2 separate regions of the Bicyclus anynana genome follow, and region 1 is linked to region 2. The links are chromatin contacts, called in public Hi-C maps. All regions are on one chromosome and are shown on one strand. Each heading gives the region's core, a stretch centred on a gene start, on an enhancer-like site or on the middle of the called end of the contact. The rest is flanking DNA. Distances are from core to core; before and after follow the strand shown.

Region 1 (7,603 bases), core at 5,100-7,599, 36 kb before region 2:
CTTTCATGACTTTAATACTCAATTAAGTTTTAGGGTTGAGTTAAAAGATAGTTTGACAAGATCTCAGCATTAGTAACAAAAGTTACATTTTGCAAGTTGAAATTTTAAATTTCCTTGTTATTTAGAGCAGCTAAGCAGCATTAATACTAAGTTGTGAGACATGTCACTTTCTTGCTTGTTACAGACAGTATGCCTGTCTAATATCCTGAAAAGAAAGAATATACAGCTCAGCTAAGCATAAAATGCCTTACATTTTAACAAGCATATGACACGGACTTGAGTTTTAGCTCAGTTACTACAATTATTATGCGTTAATACATTCTTATTAACGGACAGACATTCATTCTTATTAAAGCTGTCACCCTTATCTTCTGATCTACTACTTATCAGAAGACAAGGAAAAGTCATTCTATAGACTTAAACGGTCACAGTAACTGATATTCTAATATTGAACAATCATGGTTACAGTATCTCTCCTTTCGCCCAAATTAATGTATTTTACTTAGCTTTATAACACAGCTTTAAGCTACGAAATATAGGTAGATAGCCTACTTCTCAAATTAAAAGATATATGCACAATAAGAGCATTTTTCACTGACTCGTAGCAAGGAATTAACAAATGAACACAATTAACATTGCTATCAGCTTGTAACTTGAACCCAACTGCACTATAGCCACTATACAATACTTCGACGGCTTCGACGTATGTCAATGTCGTAAATCTGTAACTTTAGGAGTAGAGCATTCGTTTCTGTCGTAAGGCTTACTGGCAAACATATCTAAATCTAAATAGGATAGTAGCGAATTCTGAATGTAAGCTTACTATTGCCTACTGCCTTGCCTTTTTAGTAGTAGCCTACTGCCGTCTATTATTAGTAGATATAAGGTGATGAAAAAATACATTCCATGTTCATGTTTAAGGCTGAGAGGTCATAGATTTCTACCCTATCTATTGTTGTACCAACTTCTGGTTTTAACGTGAACTTCTCCTGAATACCATGAAAATTACTAATATTATGTCTTCTCCTCTTTTCATATTATATCCTTCATCAAGATCTTATTAAAAACGACTATCAATATGACTAAATTGAAAATAATTGACTGTCCTATGAAACAAACGAAATAATCCAACTCAGAACTGGATACATGCCAAAACTCAAATTGTCTCATTTTCTCTTCGAAAACTTTTTGTTGGCAAATTAGGAATACAATTTGTGAAATCAACAGTTTTTTAACTATATTAAATAATATTGAAAATATTAAGATTCAAAATTCATCAATTATGGTATTTTATCTATTAGAACCGATTTTCCATATTATGCGTAGACAAGAAGATATAAGATCCACTAAAAACTTAAGATATTGAACCTTTGAGCTGTGAGTTTCTCAAAAAATCATAGAAACAAGCTTAAAAACACATCTCCTTTATAATAACTTAAATCTGTTGTAACGCGTCGAATCACTCGATCATAAACGAATCACCTCATACATTGTTCAAGGTTCCTTTACCAAGAAAGGCGAGAGAAAACATATTATCCGGGCGTCCTATTTTCAGACAGGATAAACTGAAATCCTGTACGAAGGACCAGTAATAATGGTCGAGATTGAAGTCGTTGTACCCGCGGACTTATTTACGACTTCGATTTATCTAAGAAAAACGGAAAAAATGGACGACTATTTCCTGACGCTTGATGATAAATTTATATGATGGACTCTATTGTCTTTACACTCGCACTAATTTTTGATGATTAATTAGCTTATACTGATAACAATGACAATGATGACGATGATAATGATGAAAATTACTAAAATGGGTAGAAACAAAAATAAGAAAAGGATGTACCGGAAGTAGAAATGTTTGAATTCAGAATGATGTGATTTTTAGAAAATCATGTTTGTATAGAACATTGAATAGAGTATACTACTTTGAATCAAAAGGAATCGTTAGATTGCCACTGAATTCTCTATAACTAGCTTTCACAAGAGACAGTTGGCAAAGGAAAGGATATAACAATGTTATTTTATTTCAATCTCAATATGACATTTAAAGGAAATAGAAGCTTTGAAAAGTATATCCCATGTTACATATACTGAAAACGTAAGAATTGCAGACAGCTACTACTTCACACTAATAAGGTAGGAAATGTGTTTACAAGTCTAGTTCAAATGAAAAGAGGCTCTATTTTTGTGCCTCAAGTCAGAATTTCGAAATTCTGTGGCTTGGGTAAATACGGTACACACATTAGGTAGGCCTAAAACCACATACGCTCACGAGTAAAACATAAAACTTGAGTACACGCCATTAAGCTTTAAAATCTCGAAACTTCCCCGTTTCCATTTTGCGGCACCTAAATGCTCTATTCATGTTTGTCAGTTTTGTTCCAGGTTTACATTCAAACTAAAAGCGTGTAATGTTTATAAATTGCAAGTAATGTAGTTAGTTAGTATTAAAATGTAGGTCATAATATTACAGCTACAATGAAATGAAGACAAATATATTAATTGTTATTTTATTTAATAAGTAATTAATTTGAATAATTTTTGTGAAATATATACAAGATATAAAAGCAGCCAAGTTTTCATATATTTTTTAATAATACTGCTTCCAGAAACAAAATAACCCCCAAGAATTTGCTTCAGGGATTACTATTCCCTAGTGAAGTGGCAATGGGCTGAATCGATGTTGGAGTCAAAAGGTACTCAAAAAGAGAAAAGTGTTGGCAATGTGAGTGCAGTACACCCCTCAACGAGATAAAATGCCAAACTCCGCAAGTTGGCTGACATCGATTAGCTGCAAGTGGCCAGTAACAGGGAGGTTTAGTTAAAAGAGGCTATATGCACGGTAGCGCATATGTGACGTCTCAAGGAGGCTGCATATCGGAAAGCTGACCGTTACTCTTGTATCATAGCATATGTGAATTCAGAACGCCATGGCACATTCGCGAATTGTAAGAGCTAATCATTATCTTCCCTAATAATTACTACGCCGTTCGTTGATCCCAAGGTTAGATACCATGGTCTCATACTCAGTTATATTGTAATATATTTTTAATTCCTTCAAGTAATGAGTCATCATTATTATATCAGCCGATGAACATCCAATGCAGAACATTTCGAACATCACGATTCTGAGCCGCTTGCATCCAGCGAATCCCTGCGACTCCCTCAGCTGGGGAGGTGCTGTAAGGGTAAATTTATTTAATGAATACAAGCAGGTTTACCCTAACGTCTTCGTGTTATTTCTAAAAACTAATAGTGAGGTAGAGAATTTAATGTAATGTAATATTGCTCTGCTATTATTACTTCAATTGGCTAATTTGTCCAGATTTCCTTTCAAGAAATCCTTATATGGTTACAACTTTAGGAGTTGTACACAAGCTACGTGGTAAATTGTTTACACATTATCGTTTTGGGCTTACTCGAAGTACTCGGAACTTGTATTTTTTACATGTTCCATACGAAAAGAAGATACAATAAACATCAAGAGTTTATGTAAGCAAAACTCGTCCCGAAAAAAAACGCTTATCTAAACGGCCATTTCTCAAAAGTTCCTGCAAAGTTTTAAATGCAAAGATTTTTATCTCTTCAAACTCCACCTTTAATATATTTTTCTTGTGATACAATCTCGATCGTCTCAGCTGGGTGTCGCGTGTGCTTTGAGAGATTCAAACTTTTTGGGGAAAAAATTACGAGGTAAGAATATTTTATATCTTAGCAATGAAAATACGAATAGGTATTCCATGTTTGCAATATTTAAGTACCGGATAAAATTATTTTTATTATTTGTGTAAAGGTTACTTGATCATGTTTTTATGTGTTGTACCTACTATTTTTTTAGTTTTACCCCCCACGCAAAAAGAGGGGTATTAAATTTTACGTCGATGTCTCTCTAAATGTGTGTGTGTCTGTCTGTGTATATGTCTGTCTGTGGCATCATCACCTTTCAAACTATGCGGATGAGCGAGCGAAGCGTCCTCGTTTGTCAAATACAAATTAACTTTTAAGAATATTGGTTATGTGAAAGACTATTCTCTTTATTTATGCGAGTGTCACACATACATACAACTTTACATAATTCTCTACATGTTAGGTTAGATACAAGCCATTAGATACATGCCGTAAGACACAAGCTTCTCTAGTTAAGGGCCAGGTTACCATTGTAAAACAAACATTGTGGTAAGTGAGCCAGCTGGTAAAGATATAATCAGTAAACCAAAGCTTACGCTTACAAGTTACACTGAAGCTTAACTGATAAGTCGCTATTACGTGCGCGTGGGACGATGCGATACACATCTCTATACAAACGCACCGCAACGCGTAAGTACGTGACGGTGATCGGACTCTGAAACTTAAAAACCTGCTACGTCCGTGTCGAGCCACACGTGTAGGGTTCCGTAGTTTAAATTAGCTCATTCAACCCTTAATTACCTATAACGATTCCCCACACCATGGGATAGACAATAAAAAAGTCATGCTTACTTTGCACGTAGGGAAGGAACTCCAAAGCAATTTTTTATTCTTTACAAGTTAGCCCTTGACTACAATCTCACCTGATGGTACCTAAGTGATGATGTAGTCTAAGATGGAAGCGGGCTAACTTGTTAGGAGGAGTATGAAAATCCACATCCCTTTCGGTTTCTACGAGGCATCGTACCGGAACGCTAAGTCGCTTAGCGGTACGTCTTTGACGGTAGGGTGGTAACTAGCCACCACCACCACCAGCCAGACCTGGACCAACTAATAAAATCTCAATCTGCCCAGCCGGGGATCGAACCCAGGACCTCCGTTTTGTAAATCCACCGCGCATACCACTGAGGCCGCCGTTTTTTCTTTCAGTAAAGTACAAACGTAATTAATATTAAGTAAAAGAAATTTTAAAATTGATTCCGTAAATTCACAGATTAAACCCCACAGAACAGACAACGCTAAAAGCGAACGCTTTACTACTTCACAAGCGTTACATCTTTATGTCATCAATAATAATAAGTCATCGCTTATAAGTGTCCTAACAGAGCATATACAATGGAAAGTATTAGTATACATAGATTACTGATAGATTCCAATGTAAATGCTCAATTAGGCCACTTCTAATAAGTAATCAAATGCGTAAGCTCCCATAGTAACTGAACCAGATCACAGATGTCATACAAGCACATACTGTTAGTGTGGTCAGAAACAGCTGCTTAGTACATTGTCTATTTATAAACTGACTAACATATGCCTGTGGCATTGCTGAATATGTATGACCATATTTTAACAGGGTTAGTAATGTACACGAAACGAACTTCCTCTTTAGGTGTGTATATCAAATCTTTCAACTTTACCCTTTATTCATTATCAACCTATATTCGGCTTACTGCTGAGCTCGAGTCTCGGAGTTAGGCCAAATAGTCCACCACTCTGGCCCAATGCGGATTGGCAGACTACACAAACGTAGAGAATTAAAAAAATCTCAGGTATGCAGGTTTCCTCACGATGTTTTGAGACGTGATATTTAATTTCTTAAAATGCGCATAAACGAAACGTTGGAATTAAAAACAGAGTTCATATCCACTGGGCTATCGCGGCTATTTATCCATTTTTGCGGTCTATTAATGTGTTGAGTTCCATCTTTGACAGGACAAATAACTTACTGGTCCAAAAATAACTTATATCAACTAGTGCATGTGCAACCCAACCTGTGCTAGGGCTAGTCAGCAGTCAGATGATTTAAAACATCATATAAGCATATCAAGCATAATATTTCACGAAAAGAAAAAGACATTGTCGACTACGACATAATATCTCGTGAAGAGAAAAAGATATTGTCGACCACGACATAATATCTCGTGAAGAGAAAAAGATATTGTCGACCACGACATAATATCTCGTGAAGAGAAAAAGATATTGTGGACCACGACATAATATCTCGTGAAGAGAAAAAGATATTGTCGACCACGACATAATATCTCGTGAAGAGAAAAAGATATTGTGGACCACGACATAATATCTCGTGAAGAGAAAAAGATATTGTCGACCGCGACATAATATCTCGTGAAGAGAAAAAGATATTGTCGACCACGACATAATATCTTGTGAAGAGAAAATACGACCGCTATTGATCGACAATAATATGTCATTTCGTCTTCCCGAGATATTTCGTTGGTCGCATGCTGTGTCTACAGGATGTCTAATTGTCTACATGTTCCGACAATAATAAAAAATAGGTATGGCACTAACTTCTCAATTAAATTCTCTATATCTCAGCACGCGGTCGCATGTTAGCGCCACGGTTCAGTAATATAGGGAATCTCGCGGTTATGGATCAATAACCTATATTTTTAAACAAAGGTCGCAGGTTCAGGCGGTGCAGTTGTTGACTCACGGAGTGACTCACTCCCGCTAAAGCCTTCGTACCGCGAAACGTTCGCTCGAATTGTGTGTCGCGTACCTTTCAAAGATAAAAAATTACCCCATATTGCAAAAGTATTTCTGTGTCACGTATGACACGATTTCGTTTCGCATAAACTACGACTGAACTAAATGTACCGCTTACTCTGAGGACTAATTAAGAACCAACATTAGGAAAATATATAATAGCTGACGCCGTGCGGTTTCACCCAAATGGTTCCCGTTTCCGTAGGTATACGAGGATAATATATGGCCTATAACCTTCCTGGATAAATGGGCTATCAAACACTGAAAGAATTTTTGAAATCGGACCACTAGTTCATTAAATTGGCGCGTTCAACCAAACAAACATAAAGAGTCGACCAATAACGGCGAAAACGAGTATAAGCTTTCTCATTAGTTGCGATGGTATGAAGGAGAGACCGATACTTTCGATCCACCGCTATTGGTCGACAATATGTCATTTGGTCTTCATGAAATATGGCGTGCTTCTTAGGCCTATTCAAGTCCATCTGCCCATTAACTCTGCTATACGGCCTTATGGACATATTTAATTCACAATTCACGAAAGGCTCGGTGATATCACGTAATGGCAGTGTGATGTCATAATACAAACTCCTAAAATAGTACTCGCGAAGATGTAATTTTAACATTTACCGACAAATTAACGTCCCACTTGCCTCTAAATCTAGTTCAAGCCTAATAAAATACGATCGGGTAGGTACACGTAGCATGAGATTTTCTCGTTTCTCAATGTATCTTATTATCAAGTACTCTAACACTGAATAGTCGGAAGACTTCACACAAAACAGCTCAATCAATAAGTCAATTAGTGGTTCTACTTCAGTTTGATTCCTTCAGTTTTTCTATAATCCCCCTTATCCCGGAAAACTTAAGGCCTGGTAGTATTATCGGCCATAATCTAATAATGATGAAAATGATGACTTCAGTATGCAGAATTTGATCCATAACATGATTTATTATTTGCAACTTGCAGACGCCCGCGTCTAAGACATGTAACTTGGATTATTGCGTGCGTTTTCTTATGTCCAATTTGAATGTAACAAAAGTATGCAAGAGACGTCGACGTAGCCTTTGATACCTTGACCAGAAACATAGCCATTTGTATTCGTCATCAACCCATATTCGGCTCACTGCTGAGCTCGAGTCTCCTCTCAGAATGAGAGGGGTAAGGCCAATAGTCCACCACGCT
Region 2 (7,838 bases), core at 4,787-7,286:
TTAACTTGTTTATTAGAAACAATTTAAATTATAGGTACGTACGTATACAAACAGATACATAGAGTTAGCCCTTCAAATTTAAAAATAAATAAACTTAACTTGCTGATGAAGAAAAGTGATGAAGATGCCAATGAATGCCATCTATAATTGAGAAAACAACGTAAAGACCATTTTTTTTTCATTGGATCATTGGATATAAATAATGAAAACATACCTACAGGATACCGAGCACCGGAATAAACACAAGATACCAAACATCCTGCGGCTTTATATAAAAATTCTGTGGAATTAACAGCGGATAGCGATAACAGTATTTTTTAGCAAATTTCAAATTAAAATAACGGCATAATTAAAAAATTATCAACGGTAATATTTGAACAAATTAACATGATTATAGATATCATTAAAAATATCATCATTAAAATTATTATACACATAATTATGATTCACTGAGCTGTGATTGATGGTACTCGGACTACATATTTCATTTCATAATATTTTCCATCTCCCGACTAGTAACGCCCACAAAACGAAATATTCATTAAAAAGAGTTGAATATTAAACCGGTTAGAATTCATTTTAAATACATGACTTGAAGGAATACACACTATTTGCAAAACTTTGCAATTTCAAATTTCAGACCTCTAACAAGAATCTTAAACTTATCTATATTAATATCATAAAAAGGAAATATTTGATTGTTTGTTTGTTTGTATTGAATAGGCTATGAAAATACTGAACCGATTTGAAAAATTCTTTCGCTATTGGGAAGCTACACTATCCCCGAGAGCTATAGGCTATATTTTACCCACGTATTCCTACAGGAACGGGAACCACGCATGTGAAACGGCACGGCGTCTGCTAGTTGTAGATAAACCTGTATTGGTTTGTTTGTAATGTGGTCAAACAATATCAACAAAACAAAGGGGAACCCATCAGCCCATACAACGATGGCCCCAGGAACCTATTGTACCCCCCTATCTATACTAACATTATAAAGCTGAAGAATTTGTTTGTTTGTTTGATTGAACGCGCTAATCTCAGGAACTACTGGTCCGATTTGAAAAATTCTTTCAGTGTTAGATAGCCCATTTATCGAGGAAGGCTATAGGCTATATATTATCCCCATATTCCTACGGAAACGGGAACCATGCGCAGCTAGTAAAAGTATATGGAGATGACAATATCATGATGTATATGCCGGCTCGGAGTAAATTTTAAAATGGAGGGAGATCCAATTATGGCGCCTCTCCTGTTTGTGCCTAATAATATGTAGATACCTATACCAAATTATGAGAGTAAAGTAAGATTGGAACGCGGAGATCTCGACAATACTCTGGGGTGACCAATTGAATATCAGGCGCAGTACCGTCTACGGTTGAGAAGGAATATCATTTAGGCGCTCTCTAGGATTTGGCGCCTGGAGCGACAGCTCCGTTCGCCGTATGGACGGGCCGGCTCTATGTATAAATAAGGATTTGGTCAAATAATTTGTTTAATTTGTTTACGTTACGGATCTAGGATTAGGCTGCTACAATTTCCACATATTTTGAACAAGTTTACTGTTCTGTAACACGAGATACTGCAATGAAGCTATCCATTGCATTGCGATTGCAGAAACGGATAACTAATGGCCACTGATAACTGGCCTTTGGGCATTGATGACCTACTAACTACGAGTAAATATGTCAATTATCTCTCATGCACTAGCTAAAATAAACTAAAGCAAACACCTAGCTATGTCTGTTTGTCCGTTAAGAAATACAACCGTTCTTATTCAGCTCTTTTAAAAAAAACATATATTTTTATGACCAATATCAACTGAGCCCTATATTTTTGTCGTAAAGACTGTGTTAAGAGTACGTGCGACAAATAGTTCAACGGGCGGGCAAAATCCATTTTTAACCGACTTCCAAAAAGGAGGAGGTTCTACGTTCGGCTGTATGTATGTTTTTTTTTTTTTTTTTTTTATGTATGTCCAGCGATAATTCCGTCATTTATAGGCCGATTTTGATAATTCTTTTTTTGTTTTGAAGGGTTATTTTTGTTTTTTTGGCATCCTGGAGAAATCGAGGGGAACTTTCGAAAATTGTAGAGACGGCTAGTGCGTTTGTTAGTGTTTCCATAAGGTATTTTAAACCACTACAATTTTATGAAGGTCTGGAGTTGGTCTGATGATGGAGCCGAAGGCGAGTGAAGAGTACTCCTCGATGGTTTACAGTAGCTACCTTGTGTTTGGACTTGATAAATTTGTATTTATGAGATCTTTCCACCTAGATGGGTTGTGACTGTATTAAGGGTCTGGTGATGAAGACGAAGGCCAGTGAAGAGAACTCCTCGACGGTTCACAGTATCTACCTTGTGTTTGGACTTGATAAATTTGTATTGATGAGAACATTCCACCTAGATGGCTTGTGACTGTATTAGGGGTCTAGTGATGAAGACAAAGGACAGTGAAGGGAACTCCTCGACGGTTCACAGTAGCTACCTTGTGTTTGGACTTCATAAATTTGTATTGATGAGAACATTCCACCTAGATGGTTTGTGACTGTATTAGGGGTCTGGTGATGAAGAGGAAGGAGAGTGAAGAGAACTCCTCGACGGTTCACAGTAGCTACCTTGTGTTTGGACTTGATAAATTAGTATTGATGAGAACTTTCCACCTAGATGGGTTGTCACTGTATTAAGGGTCTGGTGATGAAGACGAAGGACAGTTAAGAAGTTAAGTTTTTTTGGATATTCATATTACGAGTGGATATAAAGGGGGAGTGAAATTTTGTAAATGAGTTAAGGTAGTATTCTCAAAATTGGGGTTGTAGGATTTAGGGACTTATCATAAAAAAATAACGTTTCAGCGAATTGCTTATAAATTTTTGTTCACACTCCGTAGGTAAGCTAACACTAAAAATGAAAAAATAAAAATTTTAATAAAAAAAATTCAACCGACTTCCAACTCAAAAATAACCTAAACTAAAAAGCAAAAAATAACATCTTACCTATGTGCTACCTTCTGATCAGTTTGAAGGCGGTGCCAATCCAGTGTTTTTATTAAAGCCGTTTCTGAAACAACTACAGAAATTACGTAATTTAAACGGCTTGAATTGAAACATCACTGGCTTGGCACCGCCTTCAAACTGATCAGAAGGTAGCACTTAGGTAAGATGTTATTTTTTGCTTTTTAGTTTAGGTTATTTTTGAGTTGAAAGTCGGTTGAATTTTTTTTATTAAAATTTTTAAATACACCAAAAAACGAACGCTTTGTTGATCGATCCACCATTGATGACATCAAGCGGGTCAGCGGGAGCCGCTGGATACTGCGTGATGTTTAGAAGAAAATAGAAGAAAAATAAAAAAATCTTAATTGTAAGCATTGCGCAAAAATAAATTTAAATAATTAATTTGGTCTATTTATTTATCTACTACAAAAATCCCTTACAGGAGGCGTATGTCCAACAGTGAACATCCTTCAATGGATAATGATGACGTTGAAATTCACACAAAAAAACATACAATTCGTATTTGATGATTTAAATTAAGCAGCTGTTGATCAAATAAGGAAAGTGAAATGTAATTAGCTTAAAGCAACAATTTACAACGCAAACAAGCCACAAGAGACATAGCTGGAGAGCTGGTCAACATTTTTGGGTAGGTATTTAAATAGATTGCCTCAAAGTTTTTTTTTTAATATGCACCCTTTATTTATAGATTAGGCGGGCTCCCCACGGTTACCGTTACAAAGCGGAGATATACTATAACTTATGACACTGACAAATAACGTAGCTTTTTAGTGGTAAGAGAATTTTCAAAATCGGTGCAGTAGACACAAAGATTACCCCCTACAACACCACAAACTTTACATCTTTCAAATATTAATATTTAGCACCACTAGTCCCCAGCCAGGTCTACTGTTGTATTAGGGTAGTAGAGGAAAGACAGTGGCGTACATAATATTTTAAACGAGGGTAGGCACTATACGTGCAAATTGTACAAAATGCAAATTTCCCTCTTAATTCAGATTCGCAAATTATCAGGACAGGCAGTGTATTTTTGCATCTATGAACTGCCAATGAGAACACGTTGTCAGCTTGTCTCAAACACCTACCAAAAATGTCGACCAGCTCTCGGACTACAGCGTGTTATCAGTTGCCCGGACGACGCCCACTCCGCACTGATAACAGCGTGTGAACGATTCGCAACTGCACAATGTGCTAGCTAGCACAAGAGTATGTTCACGGAAACATTATCATACTTTTCCATAACATGATGTCATTGATACTCATATTATAAATGCCGAAGTTAGTGTTTGTTTGTCCTCTCCTTTGTACGTACTAAAGATCACCAAGGGACAAAGAAATACATACTTACCATACTGTACGTCTTAATCCTCATTCGCACGAGAGTTTTTTTAAAGCGTTCAGATAAAGTATGAAGCTAAATTAAGGTCTATTTCCAACGCCTAAAATTGAAAATAGTGTTGCATTTTCAATTTTGCTCGAAAAAAAAGACTCGTGTTTTTAAAACTGTCGTGTGGACATATACTTACTTGGGAATGCATTTTTTGTATTTGAACGTCCGTTAAAAAAGCTCTCGTGCGAATGAGGGCTTACTATACGGAGTTTGGAAGATAGTGGGAATCGACCCCGTGCCTCAGAGAGCATGTTAAACCGTCAGCGTCTATCCCGGTCATAATTTATTTGAACTCGTTACAGAATCATGAACACCCTACGCCCGCCAAACCACTTTCAATATCTGGTCCTGTAGTAGATGATGATGATGATTAGTAATCATCATGGGGGCTCATCATCATGGGTTACCTTCTTCAAATTGAAATTTGGCTGTCAGGCTCAGGTGAAGAAATCTCTGCTCCACGGTGAAATCTTTCGAATTTCAAGTCATCGTCCATCCTATTTTCGGTATCTTCCTTTCTAGCTACTGACACATCTCATCATGCTAAGATGTGTCAATAGTTAAGTTACTATTAATATAAAGTGTCCTTATCCAACCCATATTTTTTTAAAAGAATATTTGCCATACCTTTTCTCCAACTAATCAGAAAAGAAATTCTTAGGAGTGGATAAGACAACGGGCGTACCACGATCTCTCAGAGATGAGTTCAGCCTCTACCGAAGAGCTATTGAGGCTTCGTCATTATATGATGATATCATTCCTTTAATTGAAACGCAATTCGCACATCGACATAACGATGATTGATGAACATTTTGTTAGATATTCATAACAGTTGAAATAAATCATGATAAATTAAAGTAGCGTTAGATGGGAAGCTGAACGTTGTAATGCCAATTTAAGATCACAAATACTTTGGTTAAATAACAATTAAGGTTAGTTCCAGTTTGATGTCCTCGGGGATAGATCCGGTTGGAGAAAACTTGTTTCGGCCAACTAGCACCTGGTGTTAAAGTATTTGAGGAGGAAGAGGACTGAAGACAGTTTGATATTGGTAACAAGAGAACTTCAAAGTAGGAGACATTTTATTTAAATAGTAGGTACCTTATTATCAGAGTTAAGTAGAAGAATATTCGATTAACCTACAAAGACTAATCAATATTTTACTAAAGCTTTAATTTAACTTGCGAGTCATGTAAGTCAAATTATGATGCTAAATCAGACACCCTTCCTGACGTTCTTTTGAGCATTTTGGTATATCTGCTTAGGTTTTTTTCGGTCCGAACGCTTTTGAATGAGACTCCTAAGGTAAACGAAATATATCTATCGAATAAGGCTTTTCTTGGCAAACAGTCTAATGCTAAATAGTAAGAGATTTCTATAAAATCCAAAATACAATTTTTACAGTGCCAGCAAAAGTTTGGTAATATTGACAGTATACAACAAAGATTCTAAGAAATATACAATTTAAGCTTACAAGAAAAGCTAAGAAACAAAATCGAGGTATTGACAATAATTTATCCGATTGTTATACCAATTTTTATTAAGAGTCTGACGTAATGTACGTATAGGCTCGATTGAAATGTGTCGTTCAAAACTGGAATACTGGATAACAAACGTAACACACCTGTGCGCTGTAATGTCGCGATCAATATCGTCGTTAATGCCGACTGTGCTATGGGGTTCTTGACCCAGTTGCACCTGCTTAAGATGAATGGAAAGATCTAGACTGCATCACTCTTGTGTTAAATTCGATTGTTGGATATGCAGATGCCAGAAACCTATACATTGCAATGTGACTACACTTGTGGTGCAGTTAGTAATGCCTTGGTTTACGGTAAATAGGTTTATTTTGTTGTTGCATTAGCAATGCTTCAGATGAGTCAAATGACAACCGGCGACGGTTCACGTAACATACGGTTCGACCGTATGCTCATTTTCTGGCCATCATCTTTTTCATCAGCCATTCTCCTACCTTATTGTTACTCTCCTGTCCTGTCCTATAATCTCATCTAATCCTGTAAACTTAGTTATAGCCTGCCACCATAGTTCTTCCAATTTTATCTGTGCTCGTCACAATTATCATTTGCGGTCGACATTCTACTAGTAAAATGTCTTGTACCTCGAATCTGTTTTTCGGACTACATGTCCTGCGCACTGCCAATTTAAATTTACCACCCTTTGCATAACGACAGAGTTATGCTGCGTTTGCTCGCCATTTGTTCATGTATCACTTTACCTGCACCAAATACATTTATTAACGTTATACCATACTGTATAAAACTCAGTAAATATTAACGTAATTTGAGTACGTAAATATAAGTACCATATTAAAATTTCCACTGCGAATGCCTGAACTCTTTATGTCTGCGCGTGCTCTATGAGTAGCTTTAAATTCGAAGGAAGCTCATAATATACGAGTACCGTTGCAGTTGATGGCAATAAATATTTACGAATATAGTGGCATAGTCCCGGACGTCCGGCTTTAGTCTGAGGCGCCTTATTGTAAGTGCGTCCGGATAAAAATTAGCATACCCGACAAAGCATTCCGACCTATTTTAGACCACGTCCGCAAGTCGGCGGGTGAATTTTTAAAAGCCTTTTTAGTGCTCAGACACGCTATGCACGTTTAGTGCTTAGACACGCTATCCACGTTTCACTCCGCGAACCAGGGGGGCGACTTTGTAAGGTGTAAGCCTAAGTATCTTGCATCTATCGCGTCTATAGATTTTTGCCGATTCATACAATGTCATGTTCACGGGCAATGACCTCTTTCAAAGATGATTCCTTAGATTTTTCTATAGTAATATAAGAAACTGTAGGTAAGTAGGTACTTAAACTACCTACTGTCATTTTATATTATGAATAAATTGATGCTGCCTTCCATGTTCAAGTAGTATTAGTTTTATAATTTACTTAACTTGTGATAACTGCTTAAAAATTTGTTTTGTTATAGAAAATTGAAACAATAACTATTACGTGAAATTATTTAACACTATGGCGATCGTAAGCCTGTTATTTATGGTCACGAAGTTAGTTGTCTGAGTAATGGCCCATGGAGACATATTTGATTATCGAAGTACATACAAAATACTATGGTAGGCAATTACGGAGTGACAAAGTTCAAGTCTTTGAATGACGAAGGTCCAGCGATCGTATTACCATATTCGGTTCACTTCTGAGCTCGAGTCTCCTCTCGGAATTAGAGGGGTTAGGTTAGGCCAATAGTCAACGCTGGCCCAATACGGATTGGCAGAATTCACGCACGCAGAGAATTAAGAAAATTCTCTGGTATGCAGGTTTCATCATGATGGTTTTCCTTCACCGTTTGAGACAAGTGATATCTAATTTCTTAAGATGGACACTAACCGAAAAGTTGGAGGCGCATGCCCCGGACCGGATTCGAACCCACACTACATTGTGGGTTCAATTTA

The links. A called contact is a pair of places that touch in the nucleus more often than the background predicts.
Region 1: a contact with region 2 is called in a Hi-C map of whole larva, with 2.4 times the contacts expected there. The contact joins two enhancer-like sites. A contact is called at or near these places in 2 of 2 Hi-C or Micro-C datasets (whole body and whole larva).

The regions. Positions count from the first base shown.
Region 1 is chr11:15,039,082-15,046,684 of ilBicAnyn1.1, reverse strand. The region is part of intron 2 of LOC112043767 (protein tweety-like); the gene reads right to left. Among protein-coding and RNA genes, the nearest start is that of LOC112052772, 9.8 kb to the right of the region's middle. Within about 2 kb of position 6,349, at least 6 of the 8 cell types and tissues checked have open chromatin away from gene starts, as enhancers often do.
Region 2 is chr11:15,002,224-15,010,061 of ilBicAnyn1.1, reverse strand. All of the region lies in intron 1 of LOC112043767 (protein tweety-like), which reads right to left. Among protein-coding and RNA genes, the nearest start is that of LOC112043767, 14 kb to the right of the region's middle. Within about 2 kb of position 6,036, at least 5 of the 8 cell types and tissues checked have open chromatin away from gene starts, as enhancers often do.